3 separate regions of the Mus musculus genome follow, and regions 1 and 2 are each linked to region 3. A link is a contact called in public Hi-C and HiChIP or PLAC-seq data. All regions are on one chromosome and are shown on one strand. The core of a region is the stretch at or near the end of the contact, and the rest is flanking DNA. Distances in the headings are between cores, read along the strand shown.

Region 1 (4,245 bases), core at 686-3,185, 110 kb before region 3:
GATTTGATAGGGTGGCTGTGCTGTGAACTCCAAACATTCCATTGACACCTGTAGAATATCAAGGTCTCAGCTGTATGAAACCTGCTGAAAATACTGGCTTGGCTTTTTTTTTCTGGGGATCTGTATACCTACATTTTGTCTTAGCCTTCTGGGAAAACTTTGGCAAAATACTGGTTTTTTTTTCCCCTTCAACATACTTATACATAAACAATGGCTACTATTTCTGAGTAGTCAAGGTGAGTTACAGCAACACTAGGTGGTGCTGTAGTTTGAAATAACAGATAAAAGACTAAAGATGTTTCAGATCCTAAAACTTGTAGTATTTACTACAAAAAAAAAAAAAGAAAAGGAGGGGGAGGAGGAGGAGGAGGAGGAGGAGGAGGAGGAGGAGGAGGAGGAGGAGGAGGAGGAGGAGAAGAAGAAGAAGAAGAAGAAGAAGAAGAAGAAGAAGAAGAAGAAGAAGAAGAAGAAGAAGAAGAAGAAGAAGGAATCAACCTTATGCAGTTAGTGATCCAACTTAATGAATCAGTATTTGTCCTAGTTAGGGTTTTACTGCTATGAACAGATACCTTGACCAAAGCAACTCTTATAAGGACAGCATTTGAATGGGGCTGTATAGTTTCAGAGGGTCAGTCCATTATTATCAAGGCAAGAGCATGGTAGCATCCAAGCAGGCATGGTGCAAGAGGAGCTGAGAGGTCTATGTCTTCATCTGAAGGCTGCTTGTGAAAGAACTGGCTTCCAGGCAGCTAGGATGAGGGTCTTAAGCCCCTCCACCCCAACAGTGACACACCTACTGCAACAAGGCCATACCTCCTAATAATGCTACTTTCTGGGCCAAGAATATACAAACCATCACAAGGGCTTTCACATTTTCTCATTTTTTCTTGTTTTGTCCTGTTCATCTGTAGTCTTGTGGAGGCCTTCTCTTTTCTGAAAAGGAAACAGATAAAGAATAGATCAGGGAGAGAGGGGAGGTCATGGGGAGTCTAAGAAGAGTGGAGGAAGAGGAAAATGTCGTTGGGATGTATTGTATGAAAGAAGAATCTATTTCCAATATAAAATTAAATAATAAAATAAAGCCTAATAATAGAATAAAGTTGATTAAATAAAAACTTCACCTGAATAGTTGTACTCATGTAATAAACAAAGGAAATGCACAGTAAATTGGAAACAAAGCATGTTCTTGTATTCTAAAAGGGCAATGTAGTCTTCCTGAGTAGTCAGCCAGGCCCCATACTTCCTTAGGAAATATCATCCTGCTATGTGATTAGAAAGCTAAATCACTAGAGCAACTAGGCAGGCTTTGTCAGTAATTTTACCAAGATTTTCGTTCCATGAAATATTATGGGAAATACTCACTGTCTGATGAGTAGCATTATTATGATATACATAGGCCCAAATGTTAAAAATGAATTATTAAAATTTTGTCTTTGTTTTTATTTTAAAAACATCATATCTTTGAAGAAAGAAATTTTCATTGAATTACAATCAATTATCAAAGTAAGTGAGGGAAAAGCATCATTTTTTAAAGAAAAAGAATATGTATATTTACCTGTGTGTGTACGTGTGATCGCATGCAAGTGCATGTGATAGAATCCACATCTCAGTGACTTAACACCAAACACACACACACACACACACACACACACACACACACACACACATTCTAAGTAACCCTACTAAAAGATCATAAAATAAAATTAATAACGATGGTTCATTGTCCTCAAATGAGGTAATTTTGGAAAGGAAAGCTATGCACACCCAGAAAAAAAAATTCTGAATAGCAATTCAAAGCACACATCAAGAAGAAGTAAAATATAGGAGAAACTAAGCAAGGCCTTGCCTCCTATGAGACTGATGTATGCGCAATAACAGTTACCTGAAAGAGGCAACTTGAGATCAGCCTGCTGTCCTGGAAACAGATGACACCAGATGGTGTGACAGGGCAAGCCAATGGATAGAGAACAGCACATCATCAGAGCAGCTGGGGACCAATAGGATGTTGGGAGGGGGTTATAAAGGTTCACTTACTTTCTGTAATAAATGAGTTCTGCTTTTGCCACTTGCCTGACTCCCAGGGTCTGTGTCTTTGATCCTGTGCCTCCCTACCCCTGCCTCCAAAGGTCCTATTGGGGAAAACAACAAAATGTAATATATTTTCTTAAATTAATAGTCCAAAGCATAAAAATAGTTCAGAGAAAAAAATATTAGTATATATAACCTTAAAAGAAGAGCGAGAGGGAGAGAGAGAGAGGGGGAATGGGGAAAGGGGAAGAGTGATAGAGAAAAGGGAAGAGAGAGAAGTGGGAGAGAGGAGAGAGAGCTAGAAAAGAGACAAGGTGGGGAATCAAAGCATGCAGAAGTTTGGAAGAAGACAGTAGTAGTTTAGGGAGGAATGTACCTTGGATCCACAGAGTTGCTCAGAGACCCAAATATTTTTCTATTTAGGTGTTGTATTTCCCTTCAGAGAATTATATTACCATAGCATATCTAGAGTAAATAAAACACATCTTAGTGGCTCAATACCAACAATTCTTATTCACATAGTTACGCTCTAGAGTAGAGAATGGTCGTAGAGGAGTCAGGGAAGGCAGAATATCTGCTCCAGACAAACATTTGAACAGTCTCTGTGGCCCCTGACAAAATCACCAGCCAGCAGTTATTGCTTGAGAAAATTACAAGACTTTAGTTATTTTCTTAATCTTATTTTGCTGTTTTAGGGTTTCTTTGGCATTAAAATGCCTCTTCCCAGTCTCTGGGCTAATTATTACTGTTAGTTCCCATGGCTGGTAAAATTATAATAAGACTCCTAAAATTTCCACCCTAAGATAATCATGTTTTCTATTGTGGTATGCCACTGAGTTTAGGCAGAATGAGAATATAATGTGAATCTATGATCAGATCATCATTAAATGATGATCAACAGAGAAATCATTAGGGTAGTTAGGACCTATTTATATAAGATCTTAAAAACTGAATTATCTCTGAAGAATGCAATTTCCTATAACAGAAATGCCACTGCTGGCTTTGATGATAGATAGCAAATTCTAGGAGCTGAAAACAGCTACCAGCCAACAGCCAATAAAGTTATGAGACCTTCAGTTCTACAACCTCAAGGAATTGAATTCTGCCAACTACCAGTGATGTCGGAAGTTGATCTGGAACCTTAGATAAAACCAATGCTATTTACATACTTAAAGTCAGGTAAGACTGTAGCAAAGAACTCTCTTATGCGATTCTCAGTCTTTTGACCCTATGAAACTTCGAGACAGTAAATACTGCTATAAGCTGATAAATTGATTGTGTTACAATAAAAAGCAAATAAAACTCCAAAGTTCCTCCCCTATTTCTCAAGCACAATTATCTTTCTCTCTCCTTCCTCCCTCCTCCCCTCCTTCCTCCTTCTCCCACTTTGGTATACTAGACAGTGGTTTTCTTAAAATGAAGTAGAATTGGCAATGGCAGTGTGTATATATTAATAGATAAAGTCTCAAATGATGTGCTAACAAAAGTGTGGTATGTTACCTGTACCTGATTTTCTCTTAAAAGCTGTCATTTAATCTAAGGGACAGCATCAAGTTTATGAAAGCCATAGTGTCTTTCATAAGACACTATGAAGGTCACTACCAACTGTCAGAAAAGAAAAAAAAACAAAACCAAAACAGTGCACAGTTCTGCAAAATGTATCCAGAATTGAAATCCCAAGCATACTATAAAAAGGTCAGAGTCTCAAAAATGCACAAATTTATTTTTATGACAATATTTAAAATAATGTAGAATTTTATTACCTATATATTTTTATTTAATAATATTCTATATTTTCAAACAGCATTGCATGATTCTCACCATGAAAATGATTCATTTTGTCATTCTTTTGACATGATTTAAACACAAAACAGTAAGTCAGCAGGCTGATTGCTCTATTCTGAAACACTCAGGGGGTAAGCAAATAGCTTCTGGCCAATTTTAGTTCTTTTCAGTCTGCATTTGGTGATGTCTACATTGGGTAATATTTTCAGGATGCTAGATCATCCCATAATTGTCATCTTTCCTTTGGGTCAACTTCAACTTGATCTCAACTTTAAGTAAAATGATTCATAAATTTTCCCTGCCCATTATAATCCTAGGCAGAGTTAGCATGACACATATCTGGCATTTTTGTTGGCACTACCCAATCTGACACTATTCTCTTCTGCTATTTTTAGATCTGACCTCAGAACCCTTTACAACACAGCTCTTTGT
Region 2 (4,528 bases), core at 321-2,820, 66 kb before region 3:
AAACAGCAAATACACAAAAGAAAGGAAGAATATTAAAAGCAGTAAGGGGAAAAAGACAAGTAACATATAAAGACAGACCTATCAGAATTACACCAGATGTCGCACCAGAGACTATGAAAGCTAGGAGATCTTGGGCAGATGTCATACAGACCCTAAGAGAACACAAATCCCAGCCCAGGCTACTATACCCAGCAAATTACCATAGATGGTGAAACCAAGGTATTTCATGACAAAACCAAATTTACACAATATCTTTCCACAAATGCAGCCCTTCAAAGGATAATAAAGATAAAACTCCAACACAAAGAGGGAAACTAAGCTCAGAAAAAAGCAAGAAAGTAATTTTCAATAAACATAAAGAAGATAGCCAAATGAACAAAATTCCAACTCCAACAACAAAAGTAACAGGAAGCAACAATTACTTTTCCTTAGTATCTCTTATCATCAATGGGCACAATTTCACAATAAAAAGACATAGAATAACAGACTAGACACATAAACAAGCCCCATCATTTTGCTACATACAGGAAATGCAACTCAGTAACAAGGTCAAGCACTACCTCACAGTGAAAGGCTAGAAAAATTTTCCAAGCAAATGGTCCCAAGAAAAAAGATAGAGTAGCCATTATAATATCAAATAAAATTGACTTCCAACCAAAAGCTATCAAAAAAATTGAGAAGTACTCTTCATACTTATCAAAGAAAAAATCTACCACAATGAACTCTCAATTCTGAACATCTATGCCATAAGTGCAAGGGCACCCACATGTGTAAAGGAAAACTTGCTAAAGATCAAAGCACACATTTTACCCCACACAATAATAGTGGGGAACTTTAACACCTCACTGATCATGGAAACCGAAACTAAACAGAGACACAGAGAAACTAATGCAAGTTAGGAATCAAATAGATTTAACAGATGTCTAAAGAACATTTCACCCTAAAACAAAAGAATATACCTTCTTCTCAGTACCTTATGGTGCCTTCTCCAAAACTGACCATATAACCTGACAAAACACAAGCCCCAGGGATACAAGTAGTTTGACTAATGGCATTCCTCCAGGGAGCATGAGTGCCTGAAACATTGAGAGAGAATCTGCAGTGTCAGATGAGGAACTTTGTTCAGAATAGAAATGTTGAGAAAGAAGAAGTGGTGAGTCTTAGATGCAGAGTGTTAAGGGGGAGGGCTGACTCTTCTAGTAATGAGGAAGTCAGAAAACAATGAAAAGAGCAAGCAATGAATGATCCATGCTGGGGGAGGCCTAAGCTTCCTTCAGTGAATCAACTAGGTCTTGTGAACCTTTCCCCCAACCTCCTTCTCCTGGGCCTTTCTGTCTTGTAATGGTCTTATTCACTTTCTGGTCAATCCAGGAAAAATGTGGTTCTCTGTAGGTCTTATTTCCTCTCTTACTTCTGACATTAAATTCTAAAACTTTTGTCCTAAAGTGTTCCCATTGCAGTCCCCTGGCAGCTGTGCTCCCTGGAAATTAAGCTCTTCAACCTCTTGAACTACATACAGGTTTCTCACTGTACATGACCTCTTGAACTACATATAGGTTTCTCACTGTAAACGATGTTTCCTGTTTTTTATGAGCTGTCACCTATTCTGAGGTTGAATGTGGTGAGTCAGCTCTCATTAGGTGATTTTTGTTCCTGTAAACTATGACTAATCCCCATTTGTCTAGATAATGCCATAAAACTCCATGCTTCACCTATTTGATTGTTGGTGTTATTCTAACTTTGCTCTGTCATCAGCTCCATATCTAGCATGAATAGATGATTGTTTACAATTACCCAGAAATAGTTCTATACAAAGGTTTGACTTACTATTCATATGATGAAATCTGGATTTCCTGAGTGGCTGTGTATAAAGGAGGGGAATTTAAGGTCACCCCTAAAGCAAGGATATCACATATATACTAATATTACCTGCCTATGTTACTAATGTAGCTCCCTGATATCCTGATGCATTCTAACTGAACTATGTTGGTACCAACCTCACTGACCACAGTGTAGTTTTCCCTTTCTGCACCCTTTAGCTCCTCTAGCATTCTGTGACACAGCAAGTAGCTGTGATTACAGAGATGTGACCTACCTACAGAAGACAGGTCCCATCATTATTCCTTCATGCTTTAGAGGTTCTTGGGGCAAATGTTCTCCCAGCACAACTATAGCTTTTTAAATAATGCATGACAACACTTTTATGCAGTGATAAAACCATTCAATTACACTGTTACCTCAACCCTTGGCTGGTTGGTAGATCTCTATGAGTTCAAATCAGTCAGACCTACATGATGACTTCCAGTAGAACAAGAGCCACAGAGTGGGTCTCTGTCTCAAACCACAAAACAAAACAAAACAAACAAACAAACAAAAAAAAAAACCAAACATTGACCACACACTTCTAAGGAGAACAAATGTAACTCATTGGTTCATTAACTGGATTTGTGTGGAGTCTTATCTTTTTTTCTGTCACTGGTGTCTCATCTTGGGTGAGTAGGCATTGTTCATGTATACCAAGGATTTGTACATCCAACATTCCCTAAGCATCTCAAGAGTCAGGATGCCAACTGGTCATTAGTGTGGTCTGGTTAAAGGAGAACCAAGAAGAAGCTCTGTGAGGAACAACCAATTCTGAGCCCCCTCAGATGAAAGTGCTGGCTCAGAATGACACCAGTTTCACCAGTATTTTTGTTTTTGGTTTTTGTTTTGTTTTGTTTGTTTGTTTGTTTGTTTGTTTTTTACATTAAGTCCATAGTGACTGAGTCCATTCAAACAGATGTAGATGCATACAGTGGAAACTGTCTGCATGAAGAGACCACAGCCAGATTTGGAATTGTAATGCCAGCAGAAGGCAGTAAGAAGGATGATAAATTTGAGGTCTGCATGAGATTCAACAGACTCCATCTCAGAAACCAAAAACCAGAACTAAGAAACTAAAAAAAGTAGAACAGGGGAACAAGGGTGTGGTTCCCACAAGATCAGTTCCCCTTCCCCAGTGGCTGATAGTACCACAAGCAGATGACACAAAGAAGAACACAGACTGTTTAGATCATATACTTTGTGTCTGTCGATTTGGCAAGAAAACAAATTATCAGCACATTTGTGGCAAGTGGATGATGGCATGACCCCCATTCTCATAGCCATGCTGTATCTTGGTGAGGTGTGAAGGTTGGGAAGGAGAATTATTTCCTGAGAGGAAAGCCACTTTACAACCATGCCTTAGGCTATCAGGGTGTTTCAGCAGCTGGGAAACAATTTGTACATGGAGGACCTACCCAGACGTTAGTGCAAACACTCATGGATAACTCTCTTGCAGGACTGATTCTGGACCCCAGGAACCCTGTGCTGGTAGGTGAGTGTCTTCCCAGGTGTTGCACATTGTACATACTCAGTAAGAATCGAGGTTTACCCCTGTCGTTTGGGATGCAAAACAAGTCTTGAGCCAGGAAGCTGGTGTCTGAGGGTGATGTCCTCATATCTACATGCTGATTTCTTTTCAGAGGCTTCATTTAAACCCACATTCATGGGGGTGCCGAGCAATGTGTAAGCATAGGGAACCAGATAACCATCTTCTGTACAGGGATCTTACAAGTCACAAAATACCATCTCCATAAAGAAGGAAGTCCACATTATCTGATACCAGCAACCATTCTAGAAACTGAGAATAAGGCCACATAGTCTATGTCCTCTATTCAGTGTCACAATGTAGGTCGATATTGTGTTCCTGTATATGCTACTTTACCACATCAGAAGAAAAAAAGTGATAGCATGGTCCTGGTGGTGGCAGGTGAGAAAACCATTCCCATACTGTGGATCTTCTTGAGTGAAGGAATGTGTTTACTACTGACTCCCTTCCTTAAATCTGAGAAGAGTGGAACAATGCTTCCCAGATAAGTCTACTTAACTGGCTTGTTTCCCTTTTTTTTTTTTTTTTTGGAGTTTACCCCCCCCCCCAAAAGTCACACTGTTGTTACCTCAGGGGTAAATGTGAGTCTTCAGTGTGCATCACAAGAGGTAAACGACAGGTTCATTCTAATGGAGGACTATGAAAAGTTCTCCAAACTGATCTCTCCCAGAATAAATACACTGGGATATTCCAGACCATGTTCACAGTGGGTTCTGTGATCCTCAACCAGAGGTGGATATTACTCAAGTATCACCCAGGTGTGCTCAGAGGCAAGTAGCAAGCTAGAGTTCTTGGTTTCAGGTAAAGAAACCCTAGCATTTTATTTGAATGGTATTACAACTGACACAGGATCCCAGGGAAGGACACGATGTGTGGTGGGTGATTGAGGGCTACTGAACCCAGTGTCACAGGGTATGTGATACTGCTGGACATGCAGTATAGAAATTAGCATTGATATTTTAACAATGTAACCTAATATTGCAGGGAAACATGGAGACTTTATAGGTCCTCCTGTCATTGTAGAATAGCATAACTGTCATTTTCTTTCTTTCTTTTCTAAGGCATATTCAACAAATTTTATAGAGAAGGAATAAAACTCAATATTCACTTTTTAAAAGC
Region 3 (4,592 bases), core at 1,038-3,537:
CCACTATGGAAATTAGTGTGTTATTCCTCAGGAAAATGGGAAACAATATACCACAAAATACAATTACATCATGCCTGGGATATACACAAAGGATATTTCATCCTACCAAAGAGATATTAGTACAAACCTATTTACTGCTGTTCTGTTCATCATAGCTACAATTTGTAAACAGTACATATGTTCCTCAACAAAAAGAGTTGATAAGAAAATGTTTACATAATGAAATATTGCTAGACCATTATATAGGGGGCATCCCAAAATACACAGGTAAATGGATGGAACAGAAAAAAAAAATCATTCTAAGTGAAACAGCCCAAACCCAGAAAGACCGGTATGGTATGCATTTGCTTATATGTGGACATTAGCTCTTTAGTAAATGATGCAAAACTAAAATTCATGAATCTCCAGAGGGTAGGTATAAACTAGAGGAGCAGTATCAGATATATATATATATCTTGCTATGAACAATAGATAGAATAAGAAGTATTGGATAAATGGAGGGGGCTAAACCTGAAGGTTCAAGTGAGGAGGGAGATGGAAGGGAAAATATGGGGAGATATTTGGGGAGAGGCGGCTAAAAATAAGGGCCATTTAAGGGGCAGTACAGAAAACTAGTGGAGTAGTAGCTTCCTAAAATACATAATATATGAAGGTAATGTAAATAAAATGACCTTATATTGGAGGAGACAGATTTCTAACAGGCTATCTCTTCTCACAAAAATAAGTTTCGAGTCCTAAGAACAGGTTACATCTTAACAGAGATGGCGTCCACACTGGTCCCATGGAGATCTCCAAACAACTCAGGCTGTCACCAAGACTGTGCTACTCTCCACCAACTGACAGCAAGGTCCTATTGCAAAAGACAACTCAACACACTGAAAATGGAAAATTGGATCTGCCGACTACACAGAGAATTCACACCAGTGCACAAACATATTCACTGCTGTTCTGTTCATCATAACTACAATTTGTAAACAAATACATACATTCCTCAACAAAAAGAGTTGATAAACAAAATATTTACACAATGAAATATTACTAGACCATTATATAGTGAGGCATCACAAAATACATAGGTAAATGGAATCTGGCATCTTTGATACAAAAAGTTACTTTGCATGCCACCAAAAGAGAAACATAAGCACCAGCCCAGCCACAAAGTCTTCAATCTACATTGGAGTCATGCCTACAATATCTGCAAGGTCAGTGGCGGCAAAAGGTTGTGAGAGTAACCAACTGAAATCACAGCTGAATTAAAGCCCACTACATAAGACAGAACCTGTCCTCAACAGCACTTGGGTGGCCGAGAACCAGACACAAGGTATACTAGGATTATAGTGTAAAAAAACATTGTACTTTGAAAACTGAAAAGTAGCAATAAAAATGACTCCTAATGACATTCTTTATATGCACATGAGTAAGTACCTGAGCATTCATTCCTAAACAGATCCCTTCCTCAAACCCACCCCCTTACAGCTCAGTGAACCCAGAGGTAAAGGAGCCAAAAAGGGTCTACGAGCCTGAGGGAATGGAGATCAACACCTGAACAAGATGCTCTAAACCACTGGTTCTCAGCTTTTCTAATGCTGGGACCCTTTATCACATTTCATCATCTTTTGGTGACCCCCCAACCATAAAATTATTTTTGTTGCTATTTCATAACTGTAGTTTTGATTCTGTCACAGATTATAAGGTAATTCTCCGTTATGCAGGATATCTGATATGTGACCCATGTGAAAATGTCATGTGTCCCCCAAAGAGGTAGTGACCCAGAGGGTGAGAACCATTGCTATGAAAACACAATTAAAGCTCACAGGAACTCACAGAGACAGGAGAGCAGCATGCACAGAGCCTGCAGGTGTTTTGGTGTTGTGTGTGTGTGTGTGTGTGTGTGTGTGTGTGTGTGTGTGTGTGTGTGTGTGTGTATTCACCACAGACAAGCACATTACACAAACTGAAACCTGTAAAAGTAAAGAACAGTGATCATGTGATGCCCAGATCCAGGGCATCCATCTGGATCTAACACTCTTTTGCAACTAATGCTCAGAGATCATCATGCAATAAGGGGAAGAAGGATTCTAAGAACCAGAGGAACAGGAAGTGTGGTATGAGATTGCATCTCCTAGAAATGTGGTCAGCTCTATAATATAGACATATAAATAACATTATACAAATTAAGCAGACTGCATTTATATATTTAGAAATATGTACCTAGATATGTAAACTTTTAAAAATAAAAGTGAATTTGAGAGAGAACAAAACAGCTACATGGATGGAGTACTACTCAGCTATTAAAAAGAATGAATTTATGAAATTCCTAGGCAAATGGATGGACCTGGAGGGTATCATCCTGAGTGAGGTAACACAATCACAAAGGAACTCACACAATATGTACTCACTGATAAGTGGATATTAGCCCAAAACCTAGGATACCCAAGATATAAGATACAATTTGTTAAACGCATGAACTCAAGAAGAACGAAGACCAAAGTGTGGACACTTTGCCCCTTCTTAGAATTGGGAACAAAACACACTCAGCCTTTCACGATCCTCCCGGGAAACCTATGCATCGAGGGATGCACGAACACATCCTACAGGCGAGTGCTGGACTAGGCAACCCCCAGTCATACATGACAGAGAAAGCCATGAGAAAGGCCCAACCACAGCATGAGCCTGGCCTACCTTGCATGCTCTGGTTGTGGAACAATCTTCCTGGAGGGAGAGGCAGTACTTTGCTGAGGGAGAGCCAGCATGATTCGAGGAAGAAGGATGGAGGCAGCATCAAGCTTCATACTTCAAGAGACCTAAAAAGCCTATAGGTGACCACCACATCCAAATTCACTACCAGCCACACAAAAACAATACCCTCTCATCTCCCATGCTGCTGTCTCTCTCTTTACTACATGCACACTGCAGTCAGTGCAGCAGCAGCAGCAGCTGCCACCCCACCAGCTAGTGCCCCTCCTTACCAAGGACATGCCAACATGGTTTCACCAGACAACCTGGTGGGGCTGATCTGAGGCCCTCTCTAAGCCATCCATTCAGTAGTAGGGATGGGCAGTGTGTACAAATGGCAGGGACTTAGTCAACACAAGCTATTAACTGGCATTTACTGGGAATTCCTCCTTTATGGGGAAGATTGCAATCCCGAATTCCCATCACAAACAGGGTTCAACCGGGTTACCCATGCCTGTCAGCATAGGGTAAGCACATACTGAGCCAGTCAGTGTTATGGGTGTGCAGCCCAAGATATCTAACAGCATCACTGACCTGTAATTGCTCAACCTCAGGCAGCTGAATGCCACTTGTACCTCAAAATGTTGGGGGATGCTGACTGCTTGGGGGGTATCATAACTTGTTAGCATTACAGAATCTAAATCCTCATTGGAATTAACCAGAGGAATCACTCTACCAACTAAGAATGACCATGATCCACCATCTATGGTATTGAGAAAGAGCTATTATCTGTCAATCCTGTCTGTGTCCAGGCTGGGTGAGGTTTCCTGTGTTGAGTCAAAATAAGCCACAGGCTCCACTTCTGCTGGTGCACTTCCATCAATTCCTTTAAGTTTCAGCTTTACACCCACACTTCTCTTAGACACCAAAGACTTTGCTTTACAGTAAGTTGTGCTGCAGGTCATAGGAATAATGCCATTGCATAGCTAGTTGGCATCATTTGTGGTTGGTACTATGACCACAAGGATGAGAGTCTTCAAACCTCCGACTCACATCCGTGATTAATGAAAACATTCTTGGCAAATGCTTTCACTCTTGTCCATCTTGCCAGGTCTATGGATTTCATCCTCTAGCAACACAACACAAATGCCCCTGGCTGTGTCTCTTAATCAGGCCAACAACTAGAACCTCGGTCTTATTCCATTATTCCTAGTGACTGTATCCAGGAGGCTCAGGCCTACTATGAAGACCCTAATTTTTTCAAAGTAAACCATTAGGGCCCCAAGGGACACTCATCTAAGAACATTGAGGGGGCACTAGAGTCAGGAGGTGGGTGGGTAGGGGAAATGACACAGCAGAACAAATGTCAGTAACAGCAGGGGCTACTGGAATGGCCCTTGTAAGGTGCCAAGGGACCATTTTACTAACTACCTGGCATGGCATGTGAGGTAAACTGGCACAAATTATACTGCCCATATTCCTGAATCAGTCAGCAGCACTGAGCCAGGCAAAAACAAACAGACTCCTGGGAGCTCAAAAAGACTCAAAACTAGAGATTACCAACAGCTCAGCCACCCACAAAGTCTCTCCTGCAGCAATGAGCCCAGATATCTGAAGATTCACTGGACTCAACCAACTATACTTCTACAAAAGACCTCCCCCCCCCACTGAGAAAGTGGTTGATCCCAACAGACACAGACCATCCCAGCCCCAAGGAGGCCAGGACACCCACATTCCACCACCCATGGGAATGCTGCAGAGTAAGAAGGTGAGGTAACACCACACAGCCCTTGTATGCAGCATGCACAAATCATGGCAAGTGTGTGGCACTGGAATAGCCTAAAGACAGAAAGTGAGCAGATTATCTAGTGTTCCTGCAGCAGTCCATTATCAAATCTGTAAGAATTTAAGGGTTG

Evidence for each region. Hi-C and Micro-C count contacts between places; a contact is called where the count stands out from the background. HiChIP or PLAC-seq counts read pairs in DNA pulled down with a chosen protein or histone mark.
Region 1: a contact with region 3 is called in a BATF HiChIP or PLAC-seq map of CD8 T cells, with 8 read pairs. The contact joins two enhancer-like sites. A contact is called at or near these places in 2 of 15 datasets of contacts at CTCF or cohesin (CD8 T cells and pro-B cells), 25 of 484 Hi-C or Micro-C datasets (B cells, CD4 T cells, CD8 T cells and 20 more) and 9 of 115 datasets of contacts at active chromatin or transcription factors (CD8 T cells, bone marrow-derived dendritic cells, bone marrow-derived macrophages and 4 more).
Region 2: a contact with region 3 is called in a Hi-C map of granulocyte-monocyte progenitors, with 2.2 times the contacts expected there. The contact joins two enhancer-like sites. A contact is called at or near these places in 1 of 15 datasets of contacts at CTCF or cohesin (CD8 T cells), 7 of 484 Hi-C or Micro-C datasets (LSK cells, bone marrow-derived macrophages, conventional dendritic cells and 4 more) and 12 of 115 datasets of contacts at active chromatin or transcription factors (CD8 T cells, the HPC-7 cell line, astrocytes and 7 more).

What each region holds. Positions count from the first base shown.
Region 1 is chr10:51,412,731-51,416,975 of GRCm38.p6, forward strand. No RefSeq gene overlaps it. Among named protein-coding and RNA genes, the nearest start is that of Lilr4b, 66 kb to the right of the region's middle. Within about 2 kb of position 1,936, at least 18 of the 459 cell types and tissues checked have an H3K27ac peak or open chromatin away from gene starts, as enhancers often do. A contact at or near this core is called in CD8 T cells, where this site is marked.
Region 2 is chr10:51,452,976-51,457,503 of GRCm38.p6, forward strand. No RefSeq gene overlaps it. Among named protein-coding and RNA genes, the nearest start is that of Lilr4b, 25 kb to the right of the region's middle. Within about 2 kb of position 1,571, at least 124 of the 459 cell types and tissues checked have an H3K27ac peak or open chromatin away from gene starts, as enhancers often do. A contact at or near this core is called in CD8 T cells, bone marrow-derived macrophages and granulocyte-monocyte progenitors, where this site is marked.
Region 3 is chr10:51,518,159-51,522,750 of GRCm38.p6, forward strand. It overlaps Gm40645 (a long non-coding RNA gene), which reads right to left. Exons shown (of 3, transcript XR_871642.2): 3 at 1,864-2,804. Among named protein-coding and RNA genes, the nearest start is that of Gm40645, 5.8 kb to the right of the region's middle. Within about 2 kb of position 2,288, at least 32 of the 459 cell types and tissues checked have an H3K27ac peak or open chromatin away from gene starts, as enhancers often do. A contact at or near this core is called in CD8 T cells, bone marrow-derived macrophages and granulocyte-monocyte progenitors, where this site is marked.